Linked DNA regions of Anser cygnoides: region 2 is linked to region 1. The links are chromatin contacts, called in public Hi-C maps. All regions are on one chromosome and are shown on one strand. Each heading gives the region's core, a stretch centred on a gene start, on an enhancer-like site or on the middle of the called end of the contact. The rest is flanking DNA. Distances are from core to core; before and after follow the strand shown. Region 1 overlaps RAB2A (RAB2A, member RAS oncogene family). Region 2 has its middle 120 kb from the start of CLVS1.

Region 1 (6,761 bases), core at 2,290-4,789:
CTTCGAACACTTCGGTGAGGACTATCGCCCTTCAGAGAAGTGACAGGCTCACAGTCCTGGCCAGAGTTGTGGCAGTACTCATTTCCATGTGGCTTTACTAAGCACCTCAGCAGCAATATTTAGGGATGCGGGGTAAAAAACTTGTGAACCAGAGACGACTGCCCACTTAACCCTGTCACAGCTGAACTGTTCTATGGGCTGTTACCTCTAATGTAAGTATTAACTGAGAACTTGTATTATCCTAACATAATTCTATCTACTACCACTGAATGTGAGTTTATTTTTTCTACAGCCATGAACCTACCTCCTAGCCGCTCAAGTTTTTCAACAGCACAATCCTTCCAAAATTTAAGAGGTTACAGGTCTGTCTTTCTGGACTCTTGTTTTACAAAAGTGCTCACTGCTTCATGCCCCACACCTTGTAAGAACAAGCTGAAGAGGCTGGCCCTGATAATCTGTAATTTCAGTAATGTGCATAGACAAAATGGCTAATCTTTTATTCCCCACAGAATCCAGCCACCTAAACCAGGAACATTTCAAAAGTCTTTTATGTAACTCTCAAAGCAATCCCTCCCCTACACTGGACAGCTCATGGAGTGCATCTGGCATATCAACATGGTCCTCCATTTACATAGTGGAAAATTATCTTTGAAAACAGATGACACCATATGGAGAAGTGGATGAAAGTGGATTTTCTTCTCTTTTGGGGATTTATATTATTTTGTGATGCTTCATGGATGGATAGGGTCACTTATTTTAATCCATTTTTACCACAATGGCAGACAATTCTATATCTAAACGTAACAGACATATTTTACTTCTAGGGAGGGTGGATTTGGCACATAAAAAAAAGAGAGAAAAAAGAAGAAAGTGTTTTGAGTACTAAAACTTACCTCATTATTAATGTCAAAAACTCCTTCCTGGATTTTCTCGTAGATCTCCTTTGCAGTGTTAATAAACGCCTAAAACAGAGAGGAAAACAATAGTAAACTAGTGGATATGATATCGTTTGGTGTACGATATACATGAGATTGAACTCCAGTTAGCATATTTTTTTCAGCAAGACTTTCCTACCTCAGGAGGAACAGGTACGACAACAGCATCCTACAACCTACCCTGAAGTAGCAATGGCTCACATGCTATTTACAAAAATAGAGAGGCATTTTCATAACAACTATATTCTACAATCTGTTGTCCAGTAATTACAGGGGGAAAAAAGTGGTTTTTAAGATATATAAATTACTTTTAAATTATTTATTTCTGACCCTTATGGATAGATTGTGTGGCAGATGGTTTCCCCTACCCTTAATATCTTTGTAATAGGCCACTCTAGATTAGAGTGCTTAGCAACATAAAACCACAGGGTACTTACAATGATGATGTAAGGATGCTGTCTGCTGGATGAAACCTTATGCTATCATTTAATATTCACCTAATTTTAAGAATGTATTCTCTTTAATTAATCTTGCACATGATGGGCAACAGACATCTTAATGGTAGAAAAGAAATACTCCAGATTTTATTATGATTTCTCAAATTGTATTAATTCTGAGAAAAGACTTTTTGATGCTACATCTGAAAGAGTGAGTGGTATAAATAAATATTTTTGGTTAAAGTTCACAATCACTGATTCCATTTTTCATCTCTCGTTTAACTTCATAGGTCAAACAATGCCTAAGACAATGTATAATTTAAGAGGTGATTAACAGCAGCTAATAATTACAAGCAATAATCAAATATATGGCTCTTTTTATTTTAAAATACCATCAGCACACAATCATACAAGATATGCTATCTTCTGCACTAGCCCGTTACAGCAAATACAGATCTAATTCAAATATAAAAAAGTAAACAGGGTTCATGGAGAGGAACAAATCATACCTTTCCTCATTTCTACACTGGAAGCATTTGACTGCTGAACTTGCCACCAGAGCTTTGTTTCCTAATTAACAGGACTGATATGTTTTCACCTTTAAAGGCCTTACAGCTCCCCAGAGTAATCAATCTACTGCAGCTCAATTACTGCACCAAGCACACACCACAGCCAGTGAAGGAGACTTGAACGACTGCAGCAGGAGCAGGAAGATATGAATATGCATAAACTCTAAGTGGGTGATCGAATCATCACAGAGGGTCATGAGAATTTGCAGCAAAATAATGAGAAGAATTAATCATTGCAGATTCACAAGGCACTTAGGAAGTGAGTTCGTTTTTCAAACATGCGTTAGAGTTGAGGAGAAAAATTGGCTTGCAGCCAACTATGAATTGATTCAAATTCCTCAGAAATTGAAGTTTTCAATACAAGAAAAAGCATTCAAACTTATCTTGGTTTCTGATAACACACTAATTATTGTAACAGGCTCATACGTGGGCCTGTTGAAAGGTATAAGCCAAAAACTTTGGAAAGTCACAGCTGGGATCTGTGAGGATGCTTGCTCATTCCCATTTAAGTAGGACACTAAGCAGAACTTGAAGTCTTAAAAACGTGTTATGATAACTTCATGTAAACAAGCACTTAACAATTGGCACTTCTAACAATTCTAGAACTAGAGCTGGCTAAGTACACTTAGGCTCTTGGAATTAATTTCATGAGAATTAAATTACATCTATAAAAATTACTTTAGACCAACCACCTAGAATTTTGCCAGACTACCAACTCCAAACTGAGTACAAAGTATCTTCTGGATGCTACATTCAGGAAGAGATTGCCATGAGAATGCATCTATACTCACAAAAATGTGAAAATGCACCCCATATTCAACAGAGTTATTACATATGTACTGTACAAAGCATAAAAGCATGCTGACTTCAGTACAAACGGTGTATTTTAACACTAAATACATTTCCTGAGAAAATCTTGATCTGAAAAATCAAAATATTCCAATTCACCTCAGTTCTACAATTTCATTTGTCTACAGAAGATATAATCTGATTACCAAATTTCTGCCATGACTCTGGTACACTGAATATCAGTGTTAGAACAGTACATACAGGTATTCTGCATGGCAAAGTGCCAGGCTATACTGGGTCACATATAAATAATCCCTATTTGAAAACACTGGTTTCACGAGAATTTAGCATCTAAAAAATATACGTCTTCAGTTAGTACAGACTCTGAAAAATTACTACTATTCAGCAATGAAAAGAGACTTGCATCCCTAAAGACTTCCATCTGTTTCTTGCATCCATATATTTTAAGTTAGCTTATGCCTCAAAGTGTAAGTGGACCGAAAATACCCACCTGAGAACCTTACTAAAAACAGCACTCTAGTCACTTTAAGAATATCATATCAGATTTTGGCATTGTATGCTAGTGCCCCAATTAGCAAGGACAAGAAGGTGAACCCTGTGTAATTGGCTTCTTCTAAAAATTTCTTTTCATACTGCATGTTCTAACTCTTATCTGGAACACGCAGTATACTATAAACTCTCAATTATTTATGGGCAGTTTATCCTGTTTGCAGATTAACTGAGCCACGGATGCAAAGAGACAGAGCTGCTTCCCCTCAAATCCAGTTTGCATTTATTAGACCACGTGCAGGGGACTGCAAGAACACAGCTGTAGCACTTCACATGCCAACTTGGATCCAGGTGCAGCTCGGCCACTTCCACACAACACAAGACTTCAACCAGCAAGCCCACACGGACCCAGGCTGGCTGCCTACCAAGCCTGCTGCAGTTGCCCTGTAGATCCCGGTAACGCTGCTGCTGTTAAACCACAACACAAAGACACTCAAGCCTCTCCACCCCCGACCAACTCAGGTCCATCCCAGTTTATTCTCACCGGCTCCAGACAGGCAGCACTAGGTTCTGCCTGGCTTTACATGCAGTCACCCGAAAGATGGCAAGCCCCTGCTACACAGTTCCTACATTAATATACTCAGTCTGCAAAAACCTCTCTTCCTTTTATGAGTAGACTTCCAAACACAAAGATTCTAGGCTACGTTTGAGGAAAATTAAAGAAATCACTGCATCTTTAGGAATATGTCTACATATTTTTATGTATGTGTTAAACATATGTTTAACTCCTGGTTTTAATCTTCCTAAATCACAAGATACTGATGCTTTCATGCTTGAGACTACTGAATTTATCTATACCACAGCACTTAAAAAAAAAAATCTACAAAAGTTGTTCAGTGATTTAGTGATTTCTTTCAGTATCACATTTTTCTATTGTGTTCACCTTATAACTAGGTTTGCCAACACTGATAACGGTAACACCCTGCTGAGGAAAATGACACTACTGGGCAAACAGGGAAACTAAGTCTTGTAAGATGCGATCTGCCTGTTGTGTCACACCTGCACCTAGTGCAAAGCAAACGAAGGAGGGTTTTGAGTCACAATATCTGAGTAAAATTTCACTTCAGATATTTACATAAGGGGTTTCCTAGGTCACGTTGCTTTATGGAAATCACAAAGTCTCAAAATGTCCACCTCAGAAAACAAACAAGCAAACCCAAAAGAACAACAACCGAAAATCACAGATGCTGCATTTAAGATAAATTAATCCTAAAACCCCCGACTATAAAACAAAAGCAATTTGACATCTATTTTATCAAAGTAAACAACGTAGGTTTACTGCCCTTGAGACAAAACAAGGAAGAATGAATTCTGTTACTAGTAAAAAAAATAATGCAGGAAGTAATGGAGTAAGCTCCTGTTACCTGTCATATGCAAGTTGTATGTAGGAGTAATAATAAGCTAAAGGCACCAGAACATAAGCTATAGAACAACTATATTTAGATTTGGCAGATGTGACAAAATGTGCAAATAATGTCTTGCAGACACTACAGCTATTGCCGTGATGAGTATTTGATGACTTAGCTCCAAGCTGAGCATAACAAAAACTTGTAAATGAATCACCAATACTTTTCAAAACTCAGATTTTAGAAGTCCATCTTCACTTAAAATCAAAATATATCATAATCTGCATTTCCAGTTCATGTAACATGCTGCCCTCTGGTGGCTATATTAAATTTAGTGCTCTGAAATACAAATTGGTTTGAGTTCATTATTTCCGAACGCTTTCCTACACTTAAATCAAGGACACTTAACTGTAACATATCTCAAATTCTGAAGCATGGCCTTCACCTCTGTGGTCAGCCAACACCTAGAAGTTTGTCCTCCTCCCAATTTCCTATGCTTCAGCAGTTAAGATTAGTTCATGACTCTAGTAAAATATGCATTTGGAAACAGTAATGACACGGACCACAAACGGGTTTACTCAGTAGGGCATTCAACAGCCCAGAGTGTAAGTGGTGCCGGATGGTCACTTACGGAGGGAGATCCTAAAGCTCTGAGCAGCTGTTTTATGCGCAGTAAGACAATACTTTTTACAATTAAATGATCCTTCAGAAAGAAACCCAGGTCACCGAAGGGCTTTCAGAGGGGTTAGTTATTAAGCAGCAGGGAAGTGCTATATAACGAACCCACACCCCAAGAAGTGCCCTTACACATTTGTGGCTCTACATTTAAAGGAAAGGCGCACAGGCCCAAAACAGAACTTGACAGCAATTGGCTTGTGCTGTCTTTGACAAGCTTATTGGAAAGAAGCACATTACTAGCTTGAAGCTTCTCAAGAAGTACTGCAGCTGCTGCTGAACAGTTACAAGAGATGGAGCACCTGAGAAAACGATAAACACGTAACTAAGGAACTACTTATAGAGCAAAATCTATGGCTCAGGCAGACAGCCATATGATACTTTTCATGCTGTTATTGAGAGCCTGGAACCCTTAACTGAGAATTTTATTATGATTACACCTCAGGATGCCCAGAAGTCCCAAGAACCATGGCAGAGTCACTGTTCCTTGCAGCACAGTTGGGGCGCTGCCCAAGGACTTCCCACAAGGAGATAAAAGTTGTGAATCTTCACTGAAGTCAGGTGTCCTGCCCCTTCTCTCTCCTACAGATGAACTGACACCTCTACTTTCTCATGGGAGAAAATGGCTGAAGAGCCTAACTTCACACAGCTGAAGGGTCACAGAGCTTTGATTTCCATGAACCTGAAAGAATCCTGGTTTTGATACAACTTAAGACAAACCAAATAAAATTAAAAAAACACACACCTTTCACATACAAGAAATTCTACTGTTCTCAAAGCTCTAGTCAAATTACATCTTATGTCACTTTAATAGTAAAGCTACTAACACCTTGAAGTTTCAAGTTTTACCAACTAAATCCTTGCTAAATAAATAGATCACCAGGTCAAGCAGCTGTTTGCGTACCAGCACTTAGCCATATTTAAAAAGGGTAAAAGGAAAGGAAAAAACAAATTCTAGAAAATATGAGTTCCAATTTGGAACTGGTAAGAATCTCATCTTTCTGTGGGATTTTCATTTTTGTCCTTTAGGGTATTACCAAGTCCATCATCCTTCTGTTATCTGTGACTGAGCAGTATGCCTGTTGAAACTACTGGGATTTTGAGTCTCCACTTTCTGATTCAACAGAAGTATGAAAAAAACTGCCTGAAGAGAAAATTAAGTTACAAGTGAAACAGAACTGTCGATTGACCATCCAGCTGTATGTAGCAGAGGTACTCAAACGCTGGGTTGAAACGGTTAGTCCATTCAGATTTAATCCTGAACAATGAATGCATTAATGCATTCTATTTATGTGCAGACAACTTGGAACAACAAAGACAGTAGTCTAAAACGAAAGCTTGGCATAGGGCTATATAATCCCATCCGTATGGGGAACAACTGACTGAAAGCAACTGCCACACCAGGAGTCAGTGACACGCTAGTAGAGCTCGGTAAGATCA
Region 2 (6,761 bases), core at 2,266-4,765, 220 kb before region 1:
CATGACCCAGATCTGGGCCCTCCCCACCCCATCTCCTTTTCCCGTGCCTTCAGCTGTGGCTGTTCACCTGGGTCTGCTTCCTCCAACCAAAACCACATGCCTACTAATGCTTCTTCTGCATGCAGCATAAGCCAGCAAGGTTGACTGCCCCCATTTGGCAATCCTCTCAGCGTGGCATCTTGAGTGGGAATATCTGTCCTCTTCTGCCCTTGCTTTGGCTCTGCTGGACACCAGAAAAGCTTCAAAGCCAAATCCCTGACTTCAGAGTTGCTCTCCTATCAAAAGTGGTGCCCCTGCAAACAGCCAGCGCTGCCTCAGTGTGCTGGGGCCAGCATTCCTCTACCCAGATGAAATCTAGAAGTTAACCCCAAGTTCCCTTTTCCCCAAGTTCCTGAGGGACAAGGTCTTTTAAAAATGTGTTCTGTGAGTACATGCTCCAGATACAGCAGCACTGAGATCCACACAAAATGTTTTCTCTGTAGGAACAGGCACTGGGGTCATGTACAGCAGAGCTTTATTTGCTACAGCCTTCACCCAGAAGATAGGATTCAGAGGATTTAGAGTATGGTACATTCACACAGGGTTCAAACTTACATTTTTCGTGCCCATAAAAAGGACCCCGAATGCCTGTCCATAGATGTCATTAGAGGGGAAGAAGGAAGATCCCTATTACAGTCTCTTTTATCAGGAGTTTGAAACCTGTTTTACGTAAAACAGGCATAAAGTAAATTCAGCAGAAGGCCTCATGTGGCCTCTGTCAGGAGCCTTAACAGTCCTGAATGTCACCCATACATCAAGCTCAAAACACTGCTGTGCATCCGAGTCATGGACCTCATCTGGCCTAAGCATCCCATAGGGAGATGGCTATACCCCACAATTCATTTTAGGTGGTCAACTACGAAAAAAATGCAGAACAAGTACCATGAAGAATCAGGGTGCCTGACTCATATTTCCCAAGGATTTACGAATGCCTAGAATGTGAATTTGAGTGCAGATTTCAAAGTATCTGTGGGCTCTGAGGTCACTGGAATAAGAGGATAAGGAATATCAACTGCATACCTTTAGGTCTACAGAATTGTAACAGTGTTCTGTAGGCAAGCAGAATTATATCCCATCTAGAAGAGCTGATTCAAAGAATTTCATGTACAATTATACACTTTACTTAGACCCTCAGATATATTTTGTGTTAGTCCATAACATGGAAAGGTTTGCAAAATTCAAAGAGATGATTAAAAGTCTATTAGAGAGCTTTTTTTATTCCAGTCCTTTTCTGTACTAAGATATAAAGCTTTTGGCTCATGTAATTCCTGCTCTTCTAAGATGCATCAGTATGGTACAAAATTGAAACTAGACCCTACAAATGCTTAAATGTGCCAATGATATCAATAAATAATGAGAAGCGGGGATACTTTCAAATGAATCATTTCTGTCATTCTAAGTTCAGGATCCAAAGCTACAGGGACAAAAATTAGGAATTTTCTCTGTTGTACCTTCAAAATCTCCCTTCTCTGTGACTATAAGGGTATGATAGTCTATATGCTGAGAGATGATTTTTAAAGTTTGCAGATTTCACCCTTCAACTGTTGGGAAGCGTGTTTTCTTTTGTAGCAAGGAAGATTGAGGCATCATTTGAGATTCTTACTGGTTAAGAAAACTTAGACTCACTTTTAGCTCTAAGAAAGCAGCCCTTCTTTGGGACGGTACAATTCCAATCACAGCAAATGGCCCGCAAGGACCATCTGTTGCTCTGTTGAAATGTTTGAATAAGAGGGTGAAAGAAGAGGAGACTGCTGATAAATCAGAGCTCTCCTGAAACATCTACATACATAAAAGTTACATCTAAAATAGCTTAGTGCAGTCAAGGAGGGGATAAGGGAGTCTTCTGATAGTGAGGGGGGAGCAGGGATGGAAACTTCTAATTGGGTACTAGGTTTCAAAGGAAATCTGAAGTATGGATTTAGGAGTGCTACACAGGGCTGTATGCATTTTGACTGTCTTTCTGTAAGCTATGATTTAGCTCAGCTGCAAGTAACTTGCGTAGATGAAGAAATCCCAGTGTGAAATTGTATGCCCTGTGCAATGCAAGAGGTCAGACCAGATGAGCATAATGGAGCCTTCTGGCCTAAGGATCTCTGGGATCTCCTAGATCTTGCAGAAGGCAACGTCTATAAAGACAATAACCGTTAAAAGTAAGTACGTAGGTACAGTAACACTGCGTTTTAAATGAAGATCTAAAATTAAACATTGTAAATTAGCGGTAATTTTTTATTTACTGAAGTATATACATAGTGAATGCAAATGGAACTGATTTGTAGATTAAATCACTCGCCAGATGAGTCCTATTCTATTGAAATCCTAGATATTTGTCTATTCTGGAACAAAACTCAAAATTAGCAGCAATATTAGTAGGTATTACCACAGAAAGGCCTTTTCAAATCACTTGCATCTGCCCCCGAACGCTAACCGGCTTGCTCACCACCAAAACGCAAGCAAGAAAGATTGGCATCTGGTAATGAAAGTATCGCTTCCTGGATGTGTTGGGCAAACACCACTTTGATTAAATCACTTGGGGTTTAATAAAGCACAACGGGTGCTGCAGCAAGGCAACACGAGTGGCCGGCTCCCCGTGCCCAAGGCCGCACAGGTAGGCAGGTATCTGCTCTCGGTGGCTGCGGGGCTGCCAGCCGGTAGATGGAGCACAAGGCCAGAAGCTGGGCTGGGGAAAAAAGCGCTCGCCGAGCTGCGAAATCGCAGTGTTTTGATTCATAAAACGCATAAATCCCTCCGAGATGAATCATAACAGGAAAGCGCCGTCACCGCGCGCTTCCTACGAGGTGAAAATTCTCCAAGTTGCAGCGATCGGTGCGGTCTGCAGCTTGGTGGCTGGACCCTCGCTGGGGTTTTTGGGCTGCTGTGGTGGTGGGAGGCCTGTGGCATGTGCCAGCCTCACCTTCATGCCCTCAGCAAAAGTGTGCATCCATCCTGTCCTGCTGCTTCGTACCGTGAGGCTTAGCACGCGTCATAACCGTGGCAGGCTGTAAAGCCTGAGGAGCAGAGTAGTTCGGGTTTTAAAAAGTGTATTAAATATATATATATCAATATTCAGGAGCTCTTAAGAAAAGTTTTTAGGTAAATGACTCGTGAGCAGAGATAAAGCCCTGAATTTCAAGGCCCTGGAAGTCTTGCAGAAGCTCCATCATCATTGTCAGAGCTTACGTACAACATTGATTTTTGTGTTATTATCCAGACCAGACAGGACATAATGTGTGAACATCCACCATCTATTTTTCCACTGGCTTTTATTTCTAATGTGCCTCAGCCTCTGAGCAAATGGGAATCTGAGCCCCTCAGTTCAGTAGAATTTATTATCCTTCAGGGAGGGGGGACCGAAATCACAATTGTAAGTGCTCCCTCCGCTCACACACGCATGCACGCACACACACACTAGATGTGCTGTCTGTGCACCACTCCCCTATTGTTTTCACTGTAACTGATTTTGGCACCAGCTCTTTAGCACTTTGGAAGGGCCTTCATTAGCACTGGGACACTGTCCAAAAGGAATCCAGAAAAATCAACACATGGCTGCTCTTGTTCTCATGATAAATGACAGCTTTGGCTGAAAAACAACAACAGTAAGGAAGCAAAACAAAACCCAAAAAGCAACAAGGGTAGCCATAATGTGAATAGGAGAAGTCAGACATGACTAACTCAGCCTGGATGGGGGAATGGGGCTGGCTGGGAGGGGGCAGGGGGATTCCTCCCTTGGTACTGGATTAAAAAAGTGGTTTGGTCTTTCTGCTGACATGGGGGGGGGGGCTCGTTCTCGCTGGCGAGAGAGAGAGGGGCGGGGGGAAAGGCTATGACCAGACACCACTGCTTTGGAAAGGGTAGTGGGTTAAGGAAAATAAAATGTCTGCCATCCTCACGAGGAAGAGGGATCCACGTCCCTTCCATGAAGCAAAGCTTACGAATGCAGAGAATGTATTAGGCTGCTGTATTAACCCATTTATTCCCCAATGGCTGTGTTTACACTCGAATCCTGAAGTGCTTACTCAGGCAAAACTCCCAGTTGACCTAGTCCTGAAGGCTTTAATCAGGAAGTATGCCCAGTGACTTCAATGGGAGCTTTGTCTCAATAACTATTCAGGATATGGCCCATAGGGATCTTGAAACTAGAACTAATTGAATTTTTTGCACAACATGCCTTTTTACTTGAAAAGAACCCCTTTTATCCAAAAACAATTCTTCACAAAATGCGTCAGTCATTTTTCTTTATTATTTGTAATTTTCTATCATATTTTACCAGAACGCTCACAGACTTCTTACTTTTCACAGAAAACAAAACAAAAACAAACAAATCCTTATGGAGATTTTTACTCTTGCTAGGAAAAAAAAATAAATATGATAAGCAAATAGTTTTGAAACAATGTTGGTAAAAACTGTAGAAAACACCTAGAGAATGTCAAAAGAAAAGTAAGCTCATTTTTTAAAGCAGGAAAAATGGGCTTATTAAGATTTTGTTGATGATGATATTGCTAGAAATTCATTCCTTACATTTTGATTTTTTCCGTTAAAAACTGTGGAGTACTACCAGTGAATGCACAAGTTTGTGTATACAGTTATCTTAAATCACTACAACCAATGTTTAAACTCATTGTGAAGCCTCTTAAAAAGAAAAAAAAAAGTCAGCCCTGACCTGCAATGTCTTCCATACACTTAAGTGTATGAGTTATGGGGAGTCCTTCAAGCTGCACAAACTTCAACAAATGATTTAGGCTCACATTCATTGCAGATGACAAATATGGAATGAAACACCTTAAAGAAATTTTTAGGCAAATATCCACAAGGCTGTGAAAAGATGTACAAAACCATGACAACAGTAGCAAAGATGTCCTGGAACTGCTTAAAAACAGGGTTTATGCTTTTATTTTCCAGTCTGAGAAGCGATTGTTTTCCTAAAAATGTCTGGAGCCCAATCCAGGACAGCAATGGTTTTAAAATACATTTAGAAAATATGTTTTCAAATGAGAATGTCTATTGAATTTCTTGGAACAACAATAATGAAACAAAAGAAATAAATAAAAATTGCAAGTGCAAATCTGCTGTAAAGAAACAGAAGCAATGTTTTCCAGAAATTGTTCCTGAGCTTTGCACAGTGTTTCTCATCTCAGCTTGGCACATATCAGATGGCTGGTCAACAGCGACCCCTGAGAATACACACAAGACCCTTACACGTCAGCTGCATTACAACTTGTTCATTACCACGTACAGCATCCCACATTGATCATGAACATATATCATTAGAAAACAGGCTGTACTCTGATGAGGAGTTTGGAGATTGTCCTGCTTGAAATTCACACATGGAGGGCAGTTTTGTTAGATTTTTTAGACTGCTCACTTTGAATGTTTTTTAACCATATAGCTAGAAAAATGTTTTATTGGAACTTGCATGTACATCTCTATCTGTGCAAAAAAAAAAAAAAAATTAGAAGAAAACCATATATAATGCTTTTGCTTTTGCTACACAAGCCCAAGGTGTGATGAGGTTTGCTGAGCGATCCCCTCTGGTTTCTGAATTTGACTTAAGGTTTTAACAAACTTGCATGAGGCATTCATTCTGAACCCACATGAACTCGCACCTCTCAGTGTTTTCGGATGAGCTTCACATAAAGCTGGATCTTTTCAAGGCTGCAATTCAAACAGAAATTCAGGGGCACTATTGGATTAGAGCTGATCCTTTCCCGTACTGCCCTTGCAAAGCTAAATCACTGAGAACAATCAGTTGAGCGACTTCTAAATTCCCCTTCACACCCACCCAATTAAACTTTTATCATATGGGTTGATCCCGTGATATAAAACACAAGTGTGTCTTAATGCAATTTGAAGTCACAGGCAGCCTTCTGGGAGAAGGGCAGATGCCTGATGTACCTTAAGCTGATGTATTGGATGCTGTTTTTTCCTGCTTTATGCCATTAGTACACTTGTTCACCATCTCCCCTACCACATTGCCATCAGGGAGATCTAAGCTTGGCAGCAGGCTGGGATCCCTGCCTCTAAGCTGAAAGAGGTTGAGCTATTTGCAGAAATAATGCTTTCCAGACGTACTAAACAGCACTCATCTTTCCAGATGGAGGGGCATTAGTGTTGCTTCCAGCCATCTCTTCACCTTCTGGTGTACTTGCCACTCCTCCCTTATGCACCACGAGCCTTATGCTTCAGATACCTCTCCTGCATGCTGAGAAACTCTGCGATCTGCCTGCACCTTGCAGCCTCAGAGCCAGCTGGAGGAGGGATAAATTCCAGTCCATTTTAGCAGGGCACTCCTATCAGATAGAAAACAGGGAGCTCTGAAAGGAGCCAAACGTTCAGCAACCCCTTTTCCCTCCTGTGTTCTGAATTTCTACTTGAGGGGCTGGAAAATGAGAGGATTTGGCAGGTAGAGGGTCTGCTGAAGGTAAGCTCTGATGGCAGCCAAGCTAACGGGAGAGAGACAGAGAAAGTCAGTGATGAAGAGGTAACAGCACCACTGCTAAACCAAAGCTTTTAATGGTCCCACAAGACCTGCGGACTGTCTGGTCCAACGACTGAGGGCTAAGAGCCAAGCCTTGAACATGCAGATCTTAGATCTGTGGCACACCAGGCTCCATAAACCCTGACGAGGTCATCTGGATCACATGAACGCTTCAAGTCAAACAACTGAAAAAAAGTTATTATTTTTTTTCCTCCTTTTTTTTGTTCTTCATGTGAATCCCCAGTGGAAG

The links. Hi-C and Micro-C count contacts between places; a contact is called where the count stands out from the background.
Region 2: a contact with region 1 is called in a Hi-C map of liver, with 2.5 times the contacts expected there. The contact joins two enhancer-like sites. A contact is called at or near these places in 2 of 7 Hi-C or Micro-C datasets (granulosa cells and liver).

The regions. Positions count from the first base shown.
Region 1 is chr2:124,734,444-124,741,204 of Taihu_goose_T2T_genome, reverse strand. It overlaps RAB2A (RAB2A, member RAS oncogene family), which reads right to left. Exons shown (of 8, transcript XM_066993020.1): 7 at 894-962. Among named protein-coding and RNA genes, the nearest start is that of CHD7, 22 kb to the left of the region's middle. Within about 2 kb of position 3,539, at least 1 of the 3 cell types and tissues checked has open chromatin away from gene starts, as enhancers often do.
Region 2 is chr2:124,952,200-124,958,960 of Taihu_goose_T2T_genome, reverse strand. No RefSeq gene overlaps it. Among named protein-coding and RNA genes, the nearest start is that of CLVS1, 120 kb to the left of the region's middle. Within about 2 kb of position 3,515, at least 1 of the 3 cell types and tissues checked has open chromatin away from gene starts, as enhancers often do.